Linked DNA regions of Triticum aestivum: region 2 is linked to region 1. A link is a contact called in public Hi-C data. All regions are on one chromosome and are shown on one strand. Each heading gives the region's core, a stretch centred on a gene start, on an enhancer-like site or on the middle of the called end of the contact. The rest is flanking DNA. Distances are from core to core; before and after follow the strand shown.

Region 1 (7,401 bases), core at 2,936-5,435:
GGCGGGAGAGGGCGTGCGCTGGGTCGGGTGTCCATGAGGGAAGGTGACGTTTGTGTTGAACCCACCGTGCGTGTCCCTGTCGGCGTAGCCCAGTGAGGGCGATCCCCATGGCTGCGGAGAGCCGACGCCTTGCTGGCCCTAGGGCGCATACTGGGCGTGGCTTCCAGGTAGATTCATCATCCCCGCGCGACTCGCCTCGGCCTCGACTTGGTCCATCGATGAGGCAGCCGCAGTCGCGCACGCCGCGTTGTCACGGGGCTTCTTGGCGATGGCCCTGTTCCGCCGGTCGGCGGTGACAGCCTCCCGTCGCTGAACTTCCGCCCTCCACTCGGCGTTTGACATGCCCGGTGGCTTGGTCGGCGGCGCCCTCGGCTTCCTCTGCTTCGGCTGGGCGACGGAGGCGGTCGCGGTTGCCGCCGCGCGGGGGGTGACGTACTTCTTCGGTGGCATGGTGGCCGGCTGGGAGGCGACCGGGAGGAAGATTGGCGGGAGGAAGGAAGAAAATGGGAGGGAAGTGGGGGAAAAGCGGGAAGAAACGATGGGAAGAGGCGCTCGACTCGCCGACAGGGCGGACCCATCCGCTCTTTTCGCTTGTGCCGGCGCCCCAGGCGCCCCCCAGGGCGCAGGGTTCGGCCTGAGTCCGGCGGCATCAGTTTCGGCCCGAGCCGGCGAAAAAAGGGTTTCTGGGGACGCGACTGGGCCGTTTTTTCGGCGCCAGCGCGGCAAAAACGCCTGGGGAGGGCCTGTTGGGGACGCGGCTGGAGATGCTCTAAGGACGCCAACATGCCAGCCACTCCCGCCTTCAAGCTCATCCATTTCCTACCCCGGTCTGGGCGTGCCACACCATATACGCTACAGCTCCGCCCGCCCCTCTCTTTCTTCCTCATCGCTTCCACCTACTTCACTTGCTTTCAAGAGATGCTCACCATGTGTTTGTGTTAGTGCTTATGCATGACTTGGCTTCGGTGGAGACAGAAGAAGACGACCTCAACTCCCAAAGCCACCTAAATCACAGCAAAACCACTCAAGGGGCAAATTTACCCAGTTTCAGATATTTCAGGGTTAAAATTGTACCAAAATCGAGTTGGGGGGGGGGGTTGTCTGTTGGGGCACATTTGAGGGTGAAAAATAGACTTCTTTCTTCGAGGTTGGATCTACGGCATGGAAATTCCTATTTTCCGCTCGTTGCGGCAAGTAGTCGACGCGACGCACAGGGGCAGATCGACGAGCATTCGGATGGGCCGGCCCGTTCAAACGTATGTGCGAATCTGGTTTCGGGAATCTTCTTCCCACCTAGTTTTTACTGGTTTTAGGAACCTTCTAGGAGGTTCCTGAATCGGTTTCTCTATTTCCCTCTTTGTTTCTTTTTTTCTATTTCTTTTTATTTTTGTTTAAAACTGTCCTTTCCTTTTTTTGTTTTCTTTTCTTTCTCTTTTATGTTTCTTTTGTTTGAGAATTTCAAAATTTTATTCGGAATTTTATAACATGGTCTGGTTTTCAAAATTTGCTCTCAATTTCAAAAAATGTTCAGGAATTTCATAAAATGTTCCTGTTTTCAAATTTTATTCACAATTTAAAAAATGCTCGTGTTTCAAAAAGTATTTCACGAATTTCAAAAAATCTTCTTGTTTTAAATTTTGTTCATAATTTCAAAAAATGTTCATTAATTTCAAAAAAATGTTCTCATTCTCAAATCTTTGTTATGTTCATGTTTTGACAAAAAATGTTCTCTTTATCAAAAATTTGTTCAGAATGTCATTCGTAAAATGTCTATGTTTCATAAAATACACAGGGATTTCAAAATATGATCTGACATTTTCAGAAAAATGTTCATGTTTCAAAAAATGTTCAAGAATTTCAGAAAATGTTTCTTGTTTTAAAAAAATCACAATATCAGAAAAATTTCAAGTTTTAGAAAATTGTTACTCCCTCCTTCCATCTATATAGGGCCTAATGCGTTTTTCAAGACCGCCTTTGACTATTGATAAAATTAATACTACATGACATGCATAATGTGAAAATTATATCATTGAAAGCTCCTTTCACATACGAATTTGATGATGTACTTTGTGTAAGTTGCATGTCATATATTATTGCTCTAACATTTGGTCAAAGTTAGCCTCGAAAAACGCATTAGGCCCTATATAGATGGAAGGAGGGAGTAGGTTTTACAAAAAATGTCCGTGTTTCTTCTAAATTTGGGTTACAAAAATCGTTCACATTTTTTTATTTAAAAAACTTAGAATATCAGAAAATATCTGCAGCATTCGGATTGTTTGAAATTTTCAAGAAATGTTTCTAAAATGTTTTTCTAAAATGTCAACCCTACTGTCTGATTTTATAGTGCTTTTTAGGGGTTTTTTAGGTCACGTGCGATACAGGAAACATAAGTGGCTTTCGCATCACTGGGCCGGCCCAGTCGTGCGTCGCCCGTGTGCGTCGAGCTTCTGTTTGATGCAGATTGCGTCCTATAGAAAGTCTCCTGCGGAACAGCCACCGGAAGGAAATTCATTCCCAGTCTTCGGCCATTTTGGGCCCCTTCAGTGCTTTCGGCTTTTGCCGATGGAACGGAAAACTACGGAACACGGCGCCTTTCCGGCTTCTCGCCACGGCACGGCACGCACACACACATCAAGCGCAATAATGCTAAACATATAAAGAGTTACACGCAATTACACGCTGATTAAATTTTTTTTCTATCTACTAACCAATTATAAACTTGCCCTCCACACCCTCCCCCCTCCCCCCCCCCCATTTTCAGGAGGTGGGCCGCCTCGCCATCTATTGACCAATCAAATTAACTTTTTTTGTAAAAGCTTGTAACTCGTTTGTAGGTGTAGCATTATTCCGTCAAATGCGGGCCTGGCCATATACGCTGAGTGCAAGCCCACTGGCGCGGAGGATCCATCTCGAGCTGCCAAAGTTTGTTGCACCGAACTAAAATTAAATGTCACCTTAAAAAACTAAAATGAAACGTTACTAAAAATAAAATAAAAGAGAAAACAGCCACGCGAAAATTAACAGATATATTGTCACAGGCAGAATGCAAATATATAATAGTATATAAGGAACCAATAATTGAGATCCCATAACTCATACAGCGCTGATAATATATAGGCCCCAACTAAAAGGTGGCCTTTGTAGGGCCCCTGATGAATCATTTCATGCATCAGCTGGACTAGTTGAAAAGACATTATATACAATATAAGATATGCTATCTTGATCTATGGGTACAACCAGAAAAGGAACAATAATCCCAAATCTAAGCTAACGTCTGCCCGACGATGATGATTCTCGAGCCCAAGAGGCATGACATGCCAGGTAGCCAAAGAGAATGACAGACTAGCACTATAAGAACTATAAGAAATATACAAATCAACTAAAGCAAAAGAATAATAATAATAATAATAATAATAATAATAATAATAATAATAATAATAATAATAATAATAATAATAATAGTGTATATATGATATCAGCTCAACGGTTTTTTAGGTGTTGGCAGTGGCGGAGCCAGGATTCGAGTATAGGGCGGCCGAGTATGTATTGATCTAATCTTGTTGGTAATTACTCGTCGCTCCTACTAAAATTGTCGATCGTTGGGGGAATTGGGGGTGGGCAGGCCTCTGCTCGTCCCCCTGGCTCCGCCCTTGGGTGTTGGTTGGCTTTCGAGGGGCCACTGCTGCAACTTCGCAAGCAAGCTACTCCCTCCGTCCCATAATATAAGAGCATTTTTTTTACCCTACACTAGTGTAACGGAGGGAGTAGCTAGATAGTTGTAGTACTACTAGATTAGATGTAGCTTCTTTTCCATCAGGGTGGTTAAGGAACTGGTTGTTTTATGGGGTGGTACATACGTATACCTTACGTATTGAGTACAAAAAAAAGAGTACAGCTTATGCATCTCCGATGTGATGCTTAGTTTGGTGCTGGTATATGTTGCGGTCCTGCATACGCTGGATCGTTGCCGAGGTACCACGGCTTCGATCGTGAATACGATCATTAGCAGATTATTAGTTACTTAATCGCACAGTTTAAGGTGAGGAATTAGTGGACCTCATGCTCAAGCTATCCATTAACGGAATCTCTTAAGCTGCCGTTGCTCCATCATAATCGTACTGTTCGTATGTGAGGTGTGTGCTGTGGGCCATGCCTCACATGGCCGCAACGACGAATGAATGGCCTGGCCGGCCCCACAGGGATATGGCGCATTAATTGATCCCCAGAGGTGTCTTCGCGGTAGCACACGTACACAGAAGCTCCTGGATTAATTAACGGCGGTGCGCTTTCATCAGGAGGCTAAACAAAGTTGGAGTGCTGTATGTACTATTAACTGTGATTTGACTGGGACAAACTGTGATTTGACATGGAGAAATGCATGTCCCCATCGGATATACGTACTTCTCTGCGTGAACGCGTACGCTTCTGTGTGGGTTCTTTTTCTTACCGTAGAGCGTGGTACTCTACTCGTGACCTTGTCAAGAATTTACTACATTAATGAGGAGACGACGTACGCCGGCACAGTGTACTACTCGACACGTGCACGCAAAGCTACGTATTTCTTTTCTTTTTTGAGGGGTAGAGCTACGTATTTCTAGTAGGACACATTCTCTCTCAAAGAAGAAAAAATGTAGTACGAATTAACCGCACCGGATCGTGCCATCTTTGGTTTATAAAAACTATATTTTGGTGTATTCTGTCGAGGATCACATGTCATGCGCCCTCCACCGGGCTCTGCATCTTGGCGTGCAGCGTGACCGCTGCGTAGGTACGTGCAGGTGGCAGGTGCCTTTGCCTTGGCTGGCTGCCAAAATCCACGTAGCCAGCCGGACAAGAGACAGTGTGGCCAACTAGCCACGTCAATCCACCCATGCACCTGCTCGTGCACCGTGGGCCGGCAGCCACGTGGGCGGCTCGGAGTGCCACGCGGATAGGTCGGAAGGCCCGGGCTCGATCTCGTCGTCACGCCTTGTCGTTTCTACCGTGGCACATGGCCTACGTACGTACATGTGGCATGGAGCGAGTAGCTAGCTTCACCCCGAAGAAAACGCTGCCCAGATTATTTACAATTTCCTCACCATACACTCGTACACGCACACGTAGCCGGGTTCGAAACTCAGCACAAGATTAATTTACCACTAGCATTTTTAAAAAAATTAGACCGGCCAGTCACCGGTATCCTTAACTGCGGTGCCAACTTGCTAGATACTCCTACTCAACATCTACATCAGAGTTAGTAGATATTTCCGTGGAAAAACAGTAGTGTAAGTAGATATTTATGCGTCGTCACGTCACGGTCGTATGTCGCGGCAACCACTAAACCGTTGCTTATTATAGGCTAATAATTTCTTGACTTCAGCCGACGGCTGGGCGGATAAAAAGGACACGCAATTTGAACGTAAAAAATACTTATGCATAGCAACCCCGAAAAAAAATGGTGAGAACTGTCACGCTTGTGAAGGGCAGGCCGCGTGCATGGCGCCGATCTTCTTCGTGCACTAGGGTCTAGGGCCAGCACTGCTGATTTGTGTTCGTGCGAAACAGTGGGCTAGGCCAGAGGCAGGATACGGCGCCACATGCACTTGTTTCCCGCTTGCTTGAGAAGAAGAAAGGAAGACAAAACCTATGGCGGCATGGCTTGATCTGATCTCTGATGTGAATCTCTGTCCCTGGTTCTGCCCCGTTCTCTGTAGCCGGATTATTAGGCTGGACCCCGGAGTCTCCGAGCCGGATCGTATCCTCGCACCAACGAATCAAATCCCTATCCTGTTGGCTCCTCTAATTACCGCCACAGTTCACCGTCTCCTCGCGTTGCATTGCACCCGCCGCATATGTTCTTCGGTTCGGACTTGAAAGATTTCTCGCCTTGAGATGGTTCGAACCGCCGGTCAGATCAGAGAAGACCGTGCTGCGCCTGCGCTGCGTTCGGTTAGGCAACACGACGGAGGCGACGCGTGGAGCGGCCACGGCGCCAGTGCTCCGACCAGCTTCGTTAAAAAGAAGAGAATTGACCCATGCAGTAACAGGCGACGAGACGGGGGCCACCTTCCGCGCGACAGCGGGCGGTCGATCTTGCCCGGTCGCCGCCGTGGGCGCTCCCGGTCCACCCGTCGCGAGCTCCCCGGAGTCGGCCGGCCGCCGGCGGGTCGCTCTCGCCCCTTTTCCTCCCGCCTCTGCACCGTCGCGGTGATCGAGTTGTGCAGTCTAGCTCTAACCACCCGTATAAATAAACAGCAACTTAACTGCTGGCCCGTACGTACGGCACAGTGGCACTCGCCCGCGCCCGCTGGTCGCGGTTGGGGTCCTCCACCGGCCAAGCGCGCGACGTTTGCTACGTACGAGTGCGTGCCGACGACGAGTGTCATCGCGTCGCTGGTGTGAACTGTGAGGCGTCTGCGTGGTGCACGCACAGGGCACGGCGGTGTCGGCCAGGTGAATGCACGGCGGGGTCGGGTTGGGTTGTGTCTTGCTTTACGGTGAAAAGCACCTCGCGGTTGATTTATACTCGTCGTGCCGCTGTGCGTCCGACACGTGATTTTTCTGCTGCTTTTCAAATGGAAAGCAGCAGAACTCCTACCAAACATTTTTTTTAAATGGTACAGAGCTTCTACGTGATGTATATTTTTCTTTAGTTTATGCCCCTTTCCTTAATTTACTGTTTATGCGATTGCATATGCACCCGAGCACCAAAACAACGTGATAGTTCTACTAATCTGACTTTTGCTGCTCCATTTTATATGAGCATGGACTGAACACCATTTTGTGTCCCAAAGTTTGCATTGGGGACTTATGACACAGAATTACTCGTTCAAGAATCATTTTATCTTCCCTTGCACTCTATGCTTATTGGTTAGCGAATGTTAGAGCATCTACAGTCGCGAACAACAAATCCAACCCTTCAAAGACACGTCCACGGCGATCCAACCTGTGATCGGATGGTTAGAGGGACAGTGGTATTCCCAGCCCATTATGGTTCAAGTCCTGATGCTCGTATTTATTTCTGGATTTATTTCAGGATTTCCGGCGATGCGCGTTTAGTGGGAGCAGACGTTTCCGTCGATGATGAGGTGCCTACGGTGACTTCGTAAATTTGAAGATGATATGCCAGCTCAGCCTCTCGGAGGTACTCATAGGGGTAGGGTGTGCGTGTGTGCGTTCATAAGGGTGAGTATATGCGCATGTATATGGGCGCTTGCATCTGTACTGTGTTAAAAAAAAGACACATCCGCGAACAGTGATCGATGAGGTCTCAAATTTGCTCATCTGTATCCAAATACCCTATACTAAAAACCTTAAATTTATGAAAAAGCACGCGAACGATGAAATCCACGTACTACGTAGATCATATAACTTATACTACCCTAATTCTTGTTAGAGATGTCCATTATCTCCGTGCCCGGC
Region 2 (7,401 bases), core at 3,512-6,011, 230 kb after region 1:
ATAAAATAAGTAATAAAAAAAGTGCAGCAAAGTATTTTTGGGTTTTTGGAATAATAGATCTGGAAACAAAGGCAATTAAAAATAGATCTCAAAGCAAATATAATAAAGAATAGACCCTGGGGCCGTAGATTTCACTAGTGGCTTCTCTCAAGAAATAGCATACGGTTGGTAAACAAATTACCGTTGGGCAATTGATAGAAGATCGAATAATTATGATGATATCCAAGGCAATGATCAATATATAGGCATCACATCCAAGATTAGTAGACCGACTCCTGCTTGCGTCTACTACTATTACTCCACACATCGACCGCTATCCAGCATGCGTCTAGTGTATTAAGTTCATGGAAAACTGAGTAATGCAATAAGAACGATGGCATGATGTAGACGAGATCTATTCATGTAGGAATAGCCCCCATCTTGTTATCCTTAATAGCAACGATACATGCGTGTCTTGCTGCCCCTTCTGTCACTGGGAAAGAACACCGCAAGATCGAACCCATCACAAAGCACCTCTTCCCATGGCAAGAAAAAATGATCTAGTTGGCCTAACTAAACCAAAGATTCGAAGAAGAAATACGAGGCTATAAATAATCATGCATATAAGAGATCAAAGAAGACTAAAATAATATTCATGGATATAGATCTGATCATAAACTCAAAGTTCATTGGATCCCAACAAACACACCGCAAACAGAGTTACATCAAATAGATCTCCAAGAGACCATTGTATTGAGAATAATAAGAGAGAGGGGAAGCCATATAGCTACTGCCTACGGACTCGTAGGTCTATGGTGAACTACTCACGCATTATCGGAGAGGCACCAATGAGGATGATGAACCCCTCTGTCATGGTGTCTAGATTGGATCTCGTGGTTCTGGAACTTGCAGCGGCTGGAATTGTATTTCGTCGACTCCCCTAGGGTTTCTGGAATATTTGGGGATTTATAGGGCGAAGAGGCGGTGCAGGAGGTCACTGAGGGGGCACAACCCCCCTAGGCGCGCCTGGGCCTCCTGGAGCGCCCTGGTGGGTTGTGCCCACCTCGGGCCTCCCCTCTGGTACTTCTTTGGCCCACTGGGTGTCTTCTGGTCCAAAAAAATTCTTCAAAAAGTTTCGCTCCGTTTGGTACTGATATTCTGCGAAGTACAAAACAAGCAAAAAACAACAACTAGTACTGGGCACTATGTCAAGGTTAGTTCCAAAAAATGATATAAAGTTGATATAAAATGATTGTAAAACATCTAAGAATGATAATATAACAGCATGGAACAATCAAAAATTATAGATACGTTGGATACGTATCAAACCCAAGGAAAATAAAATTAGCCAGGTCATGCAACATTGCGAGATATAGGAAACATAGAAAGAAATCCAGTCCTTCGTAGATGCTGGCCTTGTTGGAGATACTTTGGCCAGCGTCCCCTGCCACCTCCTTGCTTTGACACAACAAGGGAATAAGTGCCTCCCATGGAGGGTGCAGATGAAGGCATACAGGGCTAATGACAAGGTCGATGGGTGGTCGGCGATCCACCCATGCCTCACTAGAGGCACATCATAGAGTGTTTTTAGATCCACAACCTAGGTGGTGGAGGTCTTCCTGCGCAATAAGATCATTGATGCCCCCCCCAGAGCGCCACATCAAAGGAAATTGAAGACAAATTCACCCCCAATTCTTTTATTGCCCCCACGATGGCTCGGGAAGAGGGGATGGAGATCTTCGTCGGCAGATTTGGCACACTGCCAAGCTTACTGAGGGAGGAATCATAGAATCTACCAACCAACTTCTAGCTTCCTCCATAGGGGAAGAGCACAACAACCATCAAGCACTATATGCATGGCAATGAAGAACCACGGACAAGCACAAAGCGGCATGCCCTTAAGGCAAGTATTATCATATATCTACTATGTACATAGGCTCCTCGAGCTCCCATTCCCCTTCCACCCTGATTGACGACAATGACAGACGAAAAGGGGAGATGGGTCGGGAGAGCGTTCGTGCCTCTCAACGAGAAAGGGAATTAGGGAGAGATAAAGAGGATAAAAGAAATGAGATCTTACGGAACCATGATTATGTGATTAACTAATGGTGTTAAGTTTTATCTTATTTTAAAATTATTCAACACCATGCCTATGAATTTGGGATGTCTGCTATAATCATGTAATGCCTCATTTCATGTTTCTTTCACGGTTATCTTTGAAGTCTCTGGACCTGAGAAAAATTACGAAACTCGTTGAGGGAGAGCCCATGGTCGGGGTCATGGCTTTGGTGCTCAAGATAATGCCCAACCTGTTGGAGTTGTGTGGTCAGCTTGTTTCACCAATATCAATTGTGTGGTGGAAGGTGGTCTCACTTGGGGTCTCAACTATAATTATGACGCCCATAGTGCTCCCCCTCTTGATGCCCCTGCAAGGCGTCCGCCAATGAGGAAAGTGGTAGTTTTGACTTTACTAACATTCATTCGCCCAAGTCCATTGTGTAGGTGGTTTATGTGGTTGATGCAAATGGTATGTTGGTGCTTGCTATTGGAAGCCATATCTTTAAAAAAATTGTCATTTCCTTGGCAGGTTGCCTGCTGCTAACCCTTAACTAGGCAAGATAATTGACTGCATCGTGAAGGAGAAAACAATAAGCGAGAAGGGTGGCTCTAACCCCGATCCGGTATTTCAACATCCAAAATGAGAAACCAAATAGGAGCAAAAGCAAAAAGGATGGCGCTAGCTCTCGATTAGGCATCCAAAAAATAGAAAACAATTAGGAGCAAAAATATATGGGTGACGCTAACGGGGAGGTGTCTTTTGTTACATAATGCATGGTTCCCATTTTTGGGGTTGTCAACATGGATTTGGTGGTGTCTATTAGTTTTTCGATGTGTTATCCTCAAGCTGTAGCCAGCCGATTGAGGTTCCTTTGTGGTGTAGTGACCCACGTGTCGATGGTTTACAGAAGTAGCGGCTTGCATGCTTTTGTTGACTGTTGTAGTGGTCGTTGGACTTTGGTGTTTGGCACTAGTCTGCATGCATTGTACGGTTGTTGCTTGTTGGTATTTTATGGTCAAGTTTGTAATGGATTTCGCTCAATTTTCACTAATTATTCAGGCAAGTATTTTCTTGCTTAACTAATGGGTGAGTCAAATAATTTGTGTGTATTTCAAAATTAGAATTAACGCAACAGTTGAAGGAACCTAAGGAAAATAAATTTACCCAAGTCCTTGAACTTTTCGATAAGCACCCGTTATAGGAAACATATAAAGCAAACCAGTCCTTGAGTAGATGTTAACCTCGTTGGAGACACTTTGGCCAACGCCCCTTACCGTTGCCTTGCTTAGAGACAACAAGGGAACAAGGGCCTCCCATTGGAGGTTGCAGATGAAGGCACATGCAATAAGAGAAGTCGACGAGCGGTCGACGATCCATCCATGCCTTCCAAGAGGCATATTGGAGAGTTTTTTGTCCTTAGATCCACGGCAGAGGTCTTCCCGTGCAATAAGAAAAGCAAGAGATCATCGATACCAGCCTTCCCCTCCGAGCGCCAGACCAGGGAAAGCTGATGACAGATTCACACCCAACTTTTTACTAACCCCGCGACTGCTCAAGGTGAGGGAATGGACATCTACGCTGGTCCGATTTGGCCCATTGTCAGGCTTATCGAGGGAGCACTCATTAGGTCTACCATCAACTGCTAGCTTCCTCCATAGAAAACAATTAGGGGAAAAGCATGACAACCATCATACACCATCTGCATGGTACATTGGAGAACTTCAAACAAGCACAAAGCCACATGTCCTTAAGTTGACTACTACTACCCCAGTTTACTATGTAAAGAGTCTACTCGAGCTCCCCTCCCTTTCCCACTCATGTTGGCGACAACGACTGAGGAGAAGGGGAGAGGAGTCGGGGTAGAACGTTGGGGACTCTCGACGAGAAAAGGGACAAGGGAGAGATAAAAGAGAAGAACGAAAATGAGAGCTTACATAACCATGGTTATGTGATGAGCTAATGGTGTTAAGTGTTATCAGATTTCAAAGCTATTCAACACTATGCCCGTGAATTTGGGATGCCAGCTACGAACATGTAATGCCTCACTTGATGTCATTCTTTAGTGGTTAGCTTTGAAGTCTTTGGACCTCGGCAAAATTACACAAAACTACAGGACTCCTTGAGGGGTTTTCTTGAAAGTTTGGATGAGCTCTTCCTACCGTTGGATCCATGATCCAACGACCCACGGGCTCCAGGGCTGGAAGCACATGATCATCCTCTTCCCCCTACAACCACAATATTACTCCACTACCTAGTTCACAAAATCAGCCGGCTAAGATAACACAAAGATACGACAAAGTGAATTTCAAAAAAGAAAAAGATACGATAAAGTAAAGCCGACATGCGACGCTGTGATCTGATTAGTACAGCATTAATTATACCCAGTGGGATCATTCCTTCGATGGAAACAGGTATTCATAGCAGCAGGATACCAAATGGATGTTTTCCCGTTTTTCCCCCTCCGGGATATTTTTCCGCCGATCAAACAGCGCAAAGCTCCAGCAGTAGCGAGCCATTTTGGACGCATCGAAACGAATCCAGCCAGGCGGCAGGCAGGCGGGGTCCGCGCGCCACGCTGCGTGACGCGGACCCGCCGACGGCGTGGCCCACCGGGCAGCCCCTCCGCCCACTCCACCTCCCCACCCCCCCTCCCGCCTGGCTCCTCCTCCACCTCGCTGGCCGCGCCCCTCCCCCCCTGGGTATATAATCCTCCCCGCGACACACGCCCACGCACCGCCCCCACACACGCGCCACCGCAGACGCAACCCGCGGCACGGCCCAGAGCCAACCTACCGACCCAACGAACGAGGCACGGCGCGAGCCCCCACCGCACCGCACCCTTCCGCAGCCTCGCCTCGCGCCCTTCCGCCGCCGCCGTGCCCTCCGTTCCGTCCGCGGCTCCGGCCGGCAGGCAAGCCGTCGTGGGTCCCACGGGGATCGTGCGCGTGAGGGAGGCGAGGCCGAGGGGCAGGGGCACGGGGGCGCGGCCGGCGACGCGCGGGGGGCGGAGGGAGGGAGGGAGGGGATGGAGAAGTACGAGGCGGTGCGGGACATCGGGTCGGGCAACTTCGGGGTGGCGCGGCTGATGCGCAACCGCGAGACCCGCGAGCTCGTCGCCGTCAAGTGCATCGAGCGCGGCCACCGGGTTCGTTCGCTTGTCTTCCTCCCCCCGTCCTCTCCGTTTATTTATTTTTGTGCTACATACAAGGAGGAGTAATTGGGCTGGCTGGCTTGCTTGTCCGGCGGGAGGAGGATTAATTACCGTTTTGGGGATCTGTGCCCTGCAGATTGACGAGAATGTCTACAGGGAGATCATCAACCACCGCTCGCTGCGCCACCCCAACATCATCCGCTTCAAGGAGGTTCGTGCAAAAATTCGTCCACACGGGCCAATTCTCTCTCTGTTTTTTAAAACAAAATTTTCGCGTTTCCGAACGCAAATCGTTTGGTGTTCACGGGGTAGGAATGGCGCGGGTGATTTTTTTTTCCTGTAAAAAATTCTCCTAACTGCATGTGGTGAGGAATCTTCGATTGCTACCTAATGTTTGATACCTCCCTTCCTTTTCCCCCTTTCCTGATTTCGCTTTACACAAGCCCCTTGTATATTTGTGTGGTTTGGGCGTGGATTCTCATGTTACAGATGCATGTCGCCGAGAGGCACCTTCTCCGTGGCAATTATTCACCTGAAACATAAAGGCATATCTTTCTGTTTGCATTGCAATAGCACAAACTTTTGATGGAAGAAGGAATCAGATTGTGCTTTTAGCTTTATTTACTTGTTCCTTATCACAACCACGCGTCCACACACATGATTTTAATTAGTTGTTCTGGGGGGAAATTCTCCAGGTGGTACTGACGCCAACAAATCTTATGATTGTCATGGAGTTCGCAGCAGGTGGGGAGCTGTTTGAGCGAATCTGTGATCGTGGGCGCTTCAGTGAGGATGAGGTCTCGTGATTTATTCCTCAATTTTATAATCTTATGGATTTGGGTGGAAGAGCAATACTTAATCTGGTTTTGCTTCACGCAGGCAAGGTATTTCTTTCAGCAGTTGATCTGTGGTGTGAGCTACTGCCATCACATGGTACGAACACGCAAGCAAGAGTATTGTTATAATAATTTACATTCAAATCAGCAGCCCACTTTCCTGAATCACAAATGACTAGTGTGCCTAGTGTTTCACCTTTCAAGTTTCTTTTATGTTTCACGGCTGGTTTCACTGTTAATCTTCTGCAGTCTTATGTATGAGCCAAGATCTAGTGTACTGTATTTCTATTAACTTGATTCTCGGGACAATCTTGTCATATACCAGCAAATATGCCATAGAGATTTGAAGCTGGAGAACGTTCTCTTGGATGGCAGTGCAGCTCCACGGCTCAAAATATGCGATTTCGGCTACTCCAAGGTTGTCCCTGAACCCACATATTGAACCTTCAAGTTATCGATGTCTGTAAATTCTCACAGAAACTGTTCTTCCCATTTCTGGATCAGTCATCAGTATTGCATTCAAGGCCCAAATCAGCAGTGGGGACGCCAGCATATATTGCACCAGAGGTGCTATCCTGCCGTGAGTATGATGGAAAGGTGAGTTTGTATTTTTTTATTGTTTTACATTTACCTTATCTGGTTTCTGTTAGTCCTTTGCAAGATAATCTGTTAGGTCATTAGAACAAACCTCTTTTCTAGGCATTGTATGTGCAAATATCTCTTTCATCTTGTGGTTTTCACATGAGAAATATAGTATGCAAGTTTTACTCATGATTTCACTGAAATTACGAGTATTTGGGCATTCTGCCAAGCCTTCCTGATTGGTTAAATAGTCGGTGCCTTGACACTATTTAAACTTCTCCATTGAAACCATTTAGTGGATGCACTTGCGTCATGATTGTGACGTTACATATGCTTGGCCCCTCAATTTAATCAAAAGGCCGGTTGAATGACGGGCACCCCAAGGCTAAAGGAGTACCTTCCAAAAGCTTGCATTATCTAAAAGCAGGGAAAAGATTTTAGGAAATACCTGATATTTGGCTTTATTTATTAAATTGTGATGGGCAATACATTATATTATATTTAAAAATACCACGAATATTGGACAAACAGATTATCTGAAATTCTCTTGGCAAGCTTCTGTTTGATGAGGAGTCATTGTCAGCATGAGGTGCTGCAACATCTTCTGTTTGGTTTGTCGAGGTAAGATGTACAATAAAGGATGTTGACATCGGAAAAGTGGAGTGGGCTATTTGGTGAATGCAGACCATCCATCCACAAAATAGGTTCTTATCCTCTAGATTCTACATGTTTCTAGATATGATTCACCTTTTTAACTATTCATGGAGTTTTTGGATTCTAGTTTCTTGTTCAAA

What was found. Hi-C and Micro-C count contacts between places; a contact is called where the count stands out from the background.
Region 2: a Hi-C map of leaf shows a contact between it and region 1, with 4 times the contacts expected there. The contact joins the promoter of LOC100415889 here to the enhancer-like site in region 1. A contact is called at or near these places in 2 of 5 Hi-C or Micro-C datasets (leaf and an unstated tissue) and 1 of 1 datasets of contacts at active chromatin or transcription factors (leaf).

What each region holds. Positions count from the first base shown.
Region 1 is chr3A:631,624,931-631,632,331 of IWGSC CS RefSeq v2.1, forward strand. No RefSeq gene overlaps it. Among protein-coding and RNA genes, the nearest start is that of LOC123062743, 40 kb to the left of the region's middle. Within about 2 kb of position 4,186, at least 8 of the 8 cell types and tissues checked have an H3K27ac peak or open chromatin away from gene starts, as enhancers often do. A contact at or near this core is called in leaf, where this site is marked.
Region 2 is chr3A:631,856,662-631,864,062 of IWGSC CS RefSeq v2.1, forward strand. It overlaps LOC100415889 (serine/threonine-protein kinase SAPK4), which reads left to right and starts at 4,762. Exons shown (of 9, transcript XM_044486392.1): 1 at 4,762-5,183; 2 at 5,326-5,400; 3 at 5,885-5,986; 4 at 6,069-6,122; 5 at 6,351-6,443; 6 at 6,530-6,622. The coding sequence starts at 5,064.